2 separate regions of the Pelodiscus sinensis genome follow, and region 2 is linked to region 1. A link is a contact called in public Hi-C data. All regions are on one chromosome and are shown on one strand. The core of a region is the stretch at or near the end of the contact, and the rest is flanking DNA. Distances in the headings are between cores, read along the strand shown. Region 1 holds the start of ATPAF2 (ATP synthase mitochondrial F1 complex assembly factor 2). Region 2 holds the start of SREBF1 (sterol regulatory element binding transcription factor 1).

Region 1 (4,618 bases), core at 728-3,227:
GACCAAGGACCCAATCTGAGAAAGAAAGATGCTTTAAAATAAAATATTGCATGTACCGATGTTGGTTCTTGATCTCTGTGAAATGGGGGAATTAGGGAAAGAAATCTCTATGGAGTAGTCATTGGAGGAGAGTTCTCAGGGGGCCTGTGAGTGCCTGGGTTGCACAGAAGTCCATGCTCTGCTGGTCAGAGGTCCTCCAAAGAAGGCCGCAGTGGGGCAGGAAGTGAACAGAAGAATCCCCAAGAGGTGCTCTAGGAGAATAGGGGGATCTCAAGAGAAAGGACCCTAAAAGATGAGACATGGGGTACTGGGGGAATCGGCGGGCGGGGGGGGGGGGTAGGTGCTGCTCAGGAGGTCCCTGGGAGACAGTCTAGGGTAGAGTGAGAGGGAAGATGCTAGAGGTGCTCTAGGAGGAGGCTGCTGGGAGAGCAGCAGAGGATGCTCTCGAGGGAAGTCCCACTAGGAAGACCCCAGCAGCAGACAGGGACAAACTAGGAAGTCCCCAAATGACGGCACTCTAGGGGGTGTCCCTGGGGGAGGACCCCAGGAGAGGTGCAGGGGAGCACTGGGGGGGGAGGGTGCCTCACAGCAGAGAGAAGCGCTCAGGTGGATTCCTCTAAAGGGAGAGACACTTGGGGATGGATCACTCATAGGAGAGCCCCAGGAAGGGCTACAGGGTGGTGGTGGAAGGGTTCCCTCAAGACGAGGGACGCTCAGGGGAGATGCCCCAAGGAGGAGAGATGCTGGGGGAGGGGGGTAGGAATCCCTGGTGGGAGAACTGCAGAAGGCGGCATCTTGGGACTGGAGGGGATGCCCTGGGGAGGGAGGGGCCCTTTGGGGAGGTCTCTGGGGGGACCCCAGAAAGGGAAGCAGGAGGGGGTGGCTCGAGGGGTGTCGGGGGGGAGGGGCGCTTTGGGGAGGTCTCTGGGGGGGCCCCAGAAAGGGAAGCAGGAGGGGGGGGCTCGAGGAGTGTCGGGGGGGAGGGGCGCTTTGGGGAGGTCTCTGGGGGGGCCCCAGAAAGGGAAGCAGGAGGGGGTGGCTCGAGAGGGGTGTCGGGGGGAGGGGCGCTTTGGGGAGGTCTCTGGGGGGGGCCCAGAAAGGGAAGCAGGAGGGGGTGGCTCGAGGGGTGTCGGGGGGGAGGGGCCCTTTGGGGAGGTCTCTGGGGGGGCCCCAGAAAGGGAAGCAGGAGGGGGTGGCTCGAGGGGTGTCGGGGGGGAGGGGCGCTTTGGGGAGGTCTCTGGGGGGGCCCAGAAAGGGAAGCAGGAGGGGGTGGCTCGAGAGGGGTGTCGGGGGGAGGGGCGCTTTGGGGAGGTCTCTGGGGGGGCCCCAGAAAGGGAAGCAGGAGGGGGGGGCTCGAGAGGGGTGTCGGGGGGAGGGGCGCTTTGGGGAGGTCTCTGGGGGGGCCCCAGAAAGGGAAGCAGGAGGGGGGGCTCGAGAGGGGTGTCGGGGGGAGGGGCGCTTTGGGGAGGTCTCTGGGGGGGATCCCGAGAGGGGAGAGATGTTGGGGGGGCGCCGGGAGGGGCTGTGGGGGTCCCGCCCGAGGGGGCGCTGGGGGACACGGGGGATGCCGGGGGGGGGCCGCACCTGCATCACCACCTCCACCTCGTAGGCGTTGCCCTTGCTGCGCTGCTGGCCGCGGAACTTGGCCCCGCTGTAGAGCAGGGAGGTGGCGACCCCGGGCTGCGCCGTGTTGATGGGGGGCGGCGGCACCAGGCTGGCGGCCCCGCGGCCCCGCGCTCCCCCCGGGCAGCAGCACTCGCTCCGCACCGGCATCTCGGGGGGGTCCCCGGGCGCCAGCGTGTCACGGGCTGCAGGGAGCCGGCCCGGCCGCCTTGCTGACCCGGGCGCTCGCCGGCTGCCCCCGCCGCCTACCTCAGGGCCTCCCGGCGACGCCTCCGCGCGCTCTGATTGGCCCAGCGGGCGTCGCGTCGGGCGGGGCGCCGTTCCCATTGGGCGATGGGCGTCACGTGGGGGCCGCGCTGGCTCCTGGGAATCGTTGTTTCTGTGAGGGCCTTGTGACAGGGCCCTCGGAGGGACAAAAAGCGTTTGTGATGCTGATTGGACGCTGGGCGAGCAAGATGGCGGCGCCCAGAGGCAGAGTGGCTGGGTAACCGGGCCGCGGCGGTGAGGTGGAGGCAGGTGGCTCGCAAGTCGCGTCCGTGCGGCCCCGTAGGGAGTGGGGCCCGGGTCTGTACAGTGGGCTCCGCGGGGGTCTGTCCTTCCCCTCCCGGTCCTATTTGTACCGGCAGGGGGCTCTGGGGGGGGGCGTGATCCCGGCAGGGGGCTCTTGGGGGGGGGGGGCGTGATCCCGGCAGGGGGCTCTGGGGGGGGGCGTGATCCCGGCAGGGGGCTCTTGGGGGGGGAGGGGCCGTGATCCCGGCAGGGGGCTCTTGGGGGGGGGAGGGGCCGTGATCCCGGCAGGGGGCTCTTGGGGGGGGGAGGGGCCGTGATCCCGGCAGGGGGCTCTTGGGGGGGGGAGGGGCCGTGATCCCGGCAGGGGGCTCTTGGGGGGGGGGCGTGATCCCGGCAGGGAACTTTTGGGGGAGGGGCCGTGATCCCGGCAGGGGGCTCTTGGGGGGGGGGCGTGATCCTGGCAGGGGGCTCTTGGGGGGGGGGCCGTGATCCCGGCAGGGAGCTCTTGGGGGGGGGGGGCTAGATGCTGGTAGGCCATCCCAAGGTGTTAGGCGCACCTGTATGTAACAAGTCCAGGCCGTTCCCATCTTGCTGTAGCTCACGGTCTCCCCAGAATGTGGCGCAGTTGCCAGCGGCTGTTCTACGCCGGGCTGCCTCAGGCTCCATGGCTGTGCCCAACACTTCCTGTTGGGGGCCCCAGTCTTTGGCTGCCGTGCATGGTACGGGCATACACGCCACCAACAGGTGAGGACAACGCTGGACAGCAGTCCTGCTGCATGCTCGGCAAATTTCAGCATGGTTATTTCCAATTGCAGGGATGTTTTTCAGTGGTGGAATTGACTAGTTGTAAAAGCCAGCTGTGACCACAGTTTATGAGAGGGATGTGATGCCCCGTCCCCCATTTACAGAGGAGAGCTCTGGTTTGTGGAATGGGCCCCAACTGAACATCTGAAACATCAAGCCCAACAACAAACATTTATTATGTGCAGAGGCAAAAGAAAATGACATCGCTGGCCCAGTGAGCTCAAAATCTAATGCCTCACGCCTCCTGCTGCCAGCATGTGAGCCTGCTGCTCTGCCTGCATACAGCCTCACTGAGTACCTGCAGTTCTATTTTAGGTACTGTTATGAGCTCAATCACCATGGCAGCTGAGTACCTCAAGTTCTTTAATCTACTCCTTCTCACAGCCCCCTTGTAGGGCTAAGCAGTGCTGTGATTTCCCACTTTATACAGGAGATGCGGAAGGACAGAAAACTGGAGGTCACACACAAAGTCTGTGGCAGAGCAGCAAATGAAACCTAGGTCTCCTGAGTCCCTTCACCCCAGTCCATCCTTCCTTAGTCGTAAAGTGGTGCTTTCAACATCTTTCCTCTGTGATTTCAATTGTTTGTATGAGGATGGTGAAATTTGATCCTTTGTTTCTCACAAACTAAGACTCTGAACTTGCAATGAAATGCACATCCTGGAGCCCCATTAAATCAGGACTTGAGGGGGTGAGGGTGTCTTGTTGCAGGATCAAGGCTGTGGGCGCATGCTTGAATAGCCTTAAAATATGGCATTCTTTAAGTCCCTTGATCCTGCAACTGTCTTGTTTCTAGGCAGTCTGCCTTAACTGGGACTCTGGAAACCCAGGGGCCCTGTGTGCACAGTAGATGTAGAAATGGAGCTGCAGTCCAGTAACAGTTGTTAACTCTAGAGATTATGTACATACACCTATGTTGTACTGCCAAGGCAAAGATTTGGAGAGGTTTTGTGTTCTCTGTGTTTTGTGTGGGAAATGGGACCAGGTGTCTGTCTAAATGGCCGGGTCTCTGTGTTAACACAGACTCTGGGAACTGGATCCACAGGGCCAGCCTATAGCTTTCAGTTTGGAATTTATCAGCTGTTGCTCTGCATGCCCTCAGAGAGCCTGTCTTCACGTGTTAATTCATTCCTACATTCCAAAGCCAGAAAGAACCATTGTGATCAGCTAGTCGGGCCTCCTGCATAGTACAGGCCCTAGAAGTCCTTTGAATTCATTTATGTTGCCTGTGGTTTTTGTGCAGGGTGGGCTGTCTGTCAGTGCAGGGATCTAACTGTGTTACATGTGGATGCTGTCAGGAAGTTAGCAGGTGCTGTTCATGCCATTTAGAAGTCTAATGGCTGTGCCTTGCAACAGTGCAGATGCCAAATGTAAATTGCTTCTAAAACTATGACCTGTAGCCCTAAAGGTAGACTTGCTATTTATTGCACCAGACATTCTCCTTGACATAGTGGGTGCAGCATAACGGGAGGTAGACCCTCAATATATTAAATTGTATGCTGTGGTCTACCTGGCATCTACGTGAACTCACTCAGGACATGGGTTTACAGTGTGTTGCGTGCAATGCTCCTGGATCCAGCCAGAGGGCGTTCAGGGCAGTGTGACAGGCTAGCTTGGCACTGTAATTTAGGGGCTATTCTAGATTCAGGTATATCATCAGCTTCCGCCTGAAATCGCACCAG
Region 2 (4,618 bases), core at 1,205-3,704, 150 kb after region 1:
TTTGCATAAAGCCTACCGGCGCCATTTTTAAATGCCGGCAGTTCGAACCCCGTGCCGCGCGGCTACACGCGGCACGGAGTAGCTAGTTCGGATTAGGCTTCCTAATCTGAACTACCTGTACTCCTCGTGGAATGATTAGTTCGGATTAGGAAGCCTAATCCGAACTAGCTACTCCGTGCCGCGTGTAGCCGCGCGGCACGGGGTTTGAACTGCCGGCATTTAAAAATGGCGCCGGCCGGCTTTATGCAAATGAAGCCCGGGAAATTCAAATCCCGGGCTTCATTTGCAATTGCGGTATGCCTACATTACTCTCCTATTTCGAATTAGGAGGGTAGTGTAGACATACCCTCTCTCTCTCTCTCACACCCACACCCATAGTCTCTTTTCTAAGCTGAACAGCCCTCATCTTCATATCCTCTCCTTGTAGCCACTCCATACCCTGGATCATCAGGATCATCAGAGCCAGAGAAAGCTATCACCTGGTGCTTACTACTGTGCCTTTTGCCCAAGGGGCTGAAGGAGAGGAATCAGTATGGTATCTAGAGCAGCTGTGAATTGGAACTCCTGGGTTCTGTCTTAGAATCATAGAATAATAGGACTGGAAGGGACCTCGAGAGGTCATCGAGTCCAGCCCCCCACCCTCAAGGCAGGACCAAGCTCCGTCTACACCGTCTTCATCTTTGCCACTGACCTTTGGCAAATCATGTGTCCTTTTAGACGCCAGCCTTTGCTGGAAGCTACTGCTGTGTAGGCCACTTTCAGTGACCTATATACCCATTTCATGGCAGAAGTACATTATACATTGCCTGTGTTTAAAACATGGAAGGAACTGAAAGATGCTGTCTAGATTGGAGAAGGCAGATGCCTGCAGGTTCCTGTCTCTAGGCTTTAGTAGCATTAGTTTATCACTAGGGGAGTCCCAGCCTGGCTGCTCATTAGCAAGAGGGAGTGAGGGTGTATGGACGGAGGCCAGGTAGTCACTTCTTTCAGAGGCAGGAGGCTGTTCTTTGATATTGTTCACGGAGTGATTGTGTGTTTCATACTTGGGAAGGATGGCCCTGCCTGAAAGAGGCTTCCAACTTCCTTTGCCATGGTTTTGGGTGAAAGAATCTGTTCTGTGCTCTAGGGTGGGCTTGATATTAAATTTGAATCTGGATCCATCTGCAAATAGGGTCCGTGGGCTATCTGTGGATATAAACTCAACTTTGGCAGCTTTGCCCCAGACTCCTAATCTTATTAGATGATTACACCATGGTAACCACACCCCAAAATCACACCCCCGGGGACTTCAAGGCAGTTGCCCTTTCCCTGTTCATCACCACCTCTTGCTTCAGAACAAGTTCAGTTCTTGCTAGTCAGTGTAGCTGAGCTTTGAAATCTGCAGAATCTCTCAGCTGAGCATTGCAGAGACTAATTGTGCTGTCTTCCTGGCCTGTTCCCTCCATTAATTCAGCCTCGGATCGGTGACAACACAAGATATTTCTCTGAGATTTGGGGCCAGCTAGGTGGCACTCTCCCTAATCCTCCTCTCTCAGGCATCTGGAGCGGGGTAGCCCCTCTCTTTCTATCCTCCCACTTGTTCAGACTGCTAGCTGTAGGCGAGCGGGGAGTTGTAGTAGCAAATCATGCTGCAGAGCTGTGCAAAAATCTAGGGTTAGGTTGCCACTCTGCAATCGATCTCTCTTGGAGTGCTGCACATGGCAAACATAAATAGTCCCCAAAAGGCAGGCCTGGCTAGGGGCGGGTTTACTTTCTTCTGGGTCTGCCTCCCCCACGCAGCTCTAGCTAAACCTGATACAAACACACCCTAGACTAGGGTGAGTGGGAAAAGGCCAAGCCATGGCTCCAGGCTCACGCAGTGATCAGCCCGGCTTCCCACTCTGCCTCGAGGAGTGGGTTGTCCAGGCTGGCTGTCAAACAGAAGCGGGAGGCTGCGGCGGCAGGGTCCGCGCGCAGCTAAAACCCGGGGGGCTCTTTGCTGTGGATTCCAGGGGTACATCGGTATAGGGTGGGGGGGGGCGCTCGCATTCCCCCCTTTCGGAGCCGCTCTCCGCTGCAGTCACAGATTAGCTGGAGTCTTAGGGCGGCGCGGTGCGCTACCCGCAACGTGTCTCACTGCAGGGCGCGCTGGTGTGGGGGGGGTCATTTTAGCCCCCCCGGAAAGAAATGCACCAGCGCGCCTGTGACACCAGATCCCGGGAGCGCTGGGTCCCCGCGCCAAGGGGAGACCCCGCTTGTCTCCGTCGGCGGGACACGCGGCCGCCCCCTCCCGGGAAAGTCCTGCCCGTTGCAGCTCCAATCCGCGGCAGGGGAGAGGGGACCCCCGCGCCTGCCCCTCTCCGCGCCGCGGGCTCCCCTGACTCAGCCTCCAGGCTCAGCCCCCCCTGCCCTGCAAGGCTGTGGCTGTCAATCAGGCAGAGGGGGTGGGGCCAGCAGATGGGGCTCCACCCCTCCCTGCCCTCCCCGGTAGCAGCAGGTTTGAAGCACAGTTCCATTGAGCAACTTTTTTTCCCCCTCCCCAGCTATGGAGGTGGGGGCTGCCGGCAGGCTGCGGCCGCTGCCCAGAAGTTGGGTTGCTCCTGTGGGCTGCTGAGTGGCTCGTGTCCATGGACTCCTCCGGGGGAAGGATTTGTTAGCAGGAAAAAGAAAAGGGGGGGAAGCCCCTAGAGCCCAGCAGCAGCCTCCAACGTGACCCCCCCCCCGGCAGGGGGGACACGACCCTGCAGGCCGGACAATGACCAGCCTCTCCTTTGAGGACACGTCCCTGGACAGCCTGGACCCTTCCTTGACTCTGCAGGAATCCAGCGAAATAGACACAGCCCTGCTGAGCGACATCGATGGTGGGTAGCGGCCGGGCACCGGGCAGCTGCCCCCACGGGGAGCAGGCGTGGGGAAGCGGGGCAGGGGACAGCTGGGTCCGGCTCAAGTCCTTGCTAAATGGCAGCTCGGCCACGGGTCTGCGGGCAGCGGGGGTGAATGTTCCTGATGTCCAGGCACTTGTGAACCCGCCTGGCTTAGGGGGGAAGGGCGCTGGGCTTTTTTCCAAGGCTCTTTACCCTTCAACATCAAGGGGGAGGAGGGGTTATTTGCTGCCCCCCTCCGTGCTGCATCTGTCAGGGGCTCGGCCCCTTCCCATCCTCCGGCGCTGTGGCTGAGCTCCGGGCCGTGCAGCCGCTCGTGTTGCCCACGTGTGTGCGAGAGGGGCGCGCTCTGCAGGCGGGCGGCATCTCGGGGTGCTCTCCGGGTTGGTGCATGGCTGGGGGGGGGGGAGTTTCCGTTCTCGCGGGGGGGGGCTGTCCCCACACTGCCCCTAGGTGGGGGGTCACTACTCGCTGAGGATTTTGCTTGGCCCCTGCCAGGGGGTGCAGGGAAGCCAGCGCCACTAAGAAGGGACCAGCCCGGCGCTGCTCCGGGCTCTGGCTCCACGCCCGCTGCTGAGTTGTTGCCCCAAGCCCCGCCCCTTGGCTCCCCCGGGGCCCTGACGTCAGCGGGAGGGTTACTCTCGGTCATTTCCCTCTTGCCGGGGAGAGTTCAGCCGCGAGCGGGCGGCGGAGGGGGCGTGGCCTTGGCCTTGGCCTGCTGGAGAACAGGGCCCCCAGTGCAGCAGGGAGCGCCCAGCAGGGGCCAAGCCAGACCTCCTGGCCCTGGGCATCTGCTCATTCCCCAGCCCCTTTGCCTGAGCTGCCTGGGGCAGAGCGGAGGAGCCTGGCTTGGAAATGCTGCTTGGGGCAGAGCGGAGGAGCCTGGCTTGGAAATGCTGCTTGCCCTGCACCCGGCTCCTTGCAAGGGGGGTGCTGCTTGCAGCCTGCGGGCCCTGGTGAAACCGTAGCAGCCTCTGCAGCGGGTCAGGCTGCCCCAGGGTCTCCGCCAGAGTCTGTCGCAGGGATCTTACTTATTTCCATACTGGCCAAGGACTAGCTAGGCACATTCCCCTCCTGAGCTGCGGCTCTCCTGGCTAGGTCTGTGCCTGGATTGGACTTTATTTTGTGCCATTTTTGATGCCCAAGGACAGTGGGGATGAAGGGGCCCATTTAGAAAGGAGGAAATCCCCCAAGTATCCATAGGAGGGTGGGAAGACCGGTTCTAGACCCTGGTCAGGTCCCTGGGAGACATTCAAGTGAGTTTGGGTCAGGCCCTAAGTGAGCTTGGTTTAACAGAGGTGACATCTGCATCCTGCTGCGCACTCAACCCGTCCTTTCTGACATTCGTCTGTCCATGACTTCCGCTACATACATTCTGGTTTCATGGATGACCTGAAGCCAGTCCAGTTCGGATCCAGCAGGTGCTGCCTGCCTCGCTAGTCAGAGGGTGCCTTTTGAGGCTCACATGTGGCAAAGCTAGTGGCGCATGGGAGACTGTTAGGATGGCTAACTGTGGAGCAAGGCATGCATACACCTATTGGATTTGTCAGCTGGGTTTAAAAGTGGCGGAAGGTGATTTCTTTTTCTGCCGTCTCAAATTAAAAGCAAACAAACTGGAAAATAACCTGCCAAGAGGGTGCTTTCATGGAGCAGTTGAAGGCAGGAGGAGATCAATGGCAGGGAGCTGAAAATGGATGGATTCAAAGTGAAGAGAAGGGACACATTTTTAACAGAGAGTTTAACTGACCATTGGAACA

The links. Hi-C and Micro-C count contacts between places; a contact is called where the count stands out from the background.
Region 2: a Hi-C map of blood shows a contact between it and region 1, with 2.6 times the contacts expected there. The contact joins the promoter of SREBF1 here to the promoter of ATPAF2 in region 1. A contact is called at or near these places in 4 of 5 Hi-C or Micro-C datasets (blood, liver and an unstated tissue).

The regions. Positions count from the first base shown.
Region 1 is chr16:33,125,230-33,129,847 of ASM4963464v1, forward strand. It overlaps ATPAF2 (ATP synthase mitochondrial F1 complex assembly factor 2), which reads left to right and starts at 1,978. Exons shown (of 9, transcript XM_075899741.1): 1 at 1,978-2,135; 2 at 2,731-2,877. The coding sequence starts at 2,748. It overlaps GID4 (GID complex subunit 4 homolog), which reads right to left and starts at 1,902. Exons shown (of 6, transcript XM_075899743.1): 1 at 1,585-1,902. The coding sequence starts at 1,773.
Region 2 is chr16:33,270,998-33,275,615 of ASM4963464v1, forward strand. SREBF1 (sterol regulatory element binding transcription factor 1) reads left to right here and starts at 2,455. Exons shown (of 19, transcript XM_075899746.1): 1 at 2,455-2,840. The coding sequence starts at 2,735.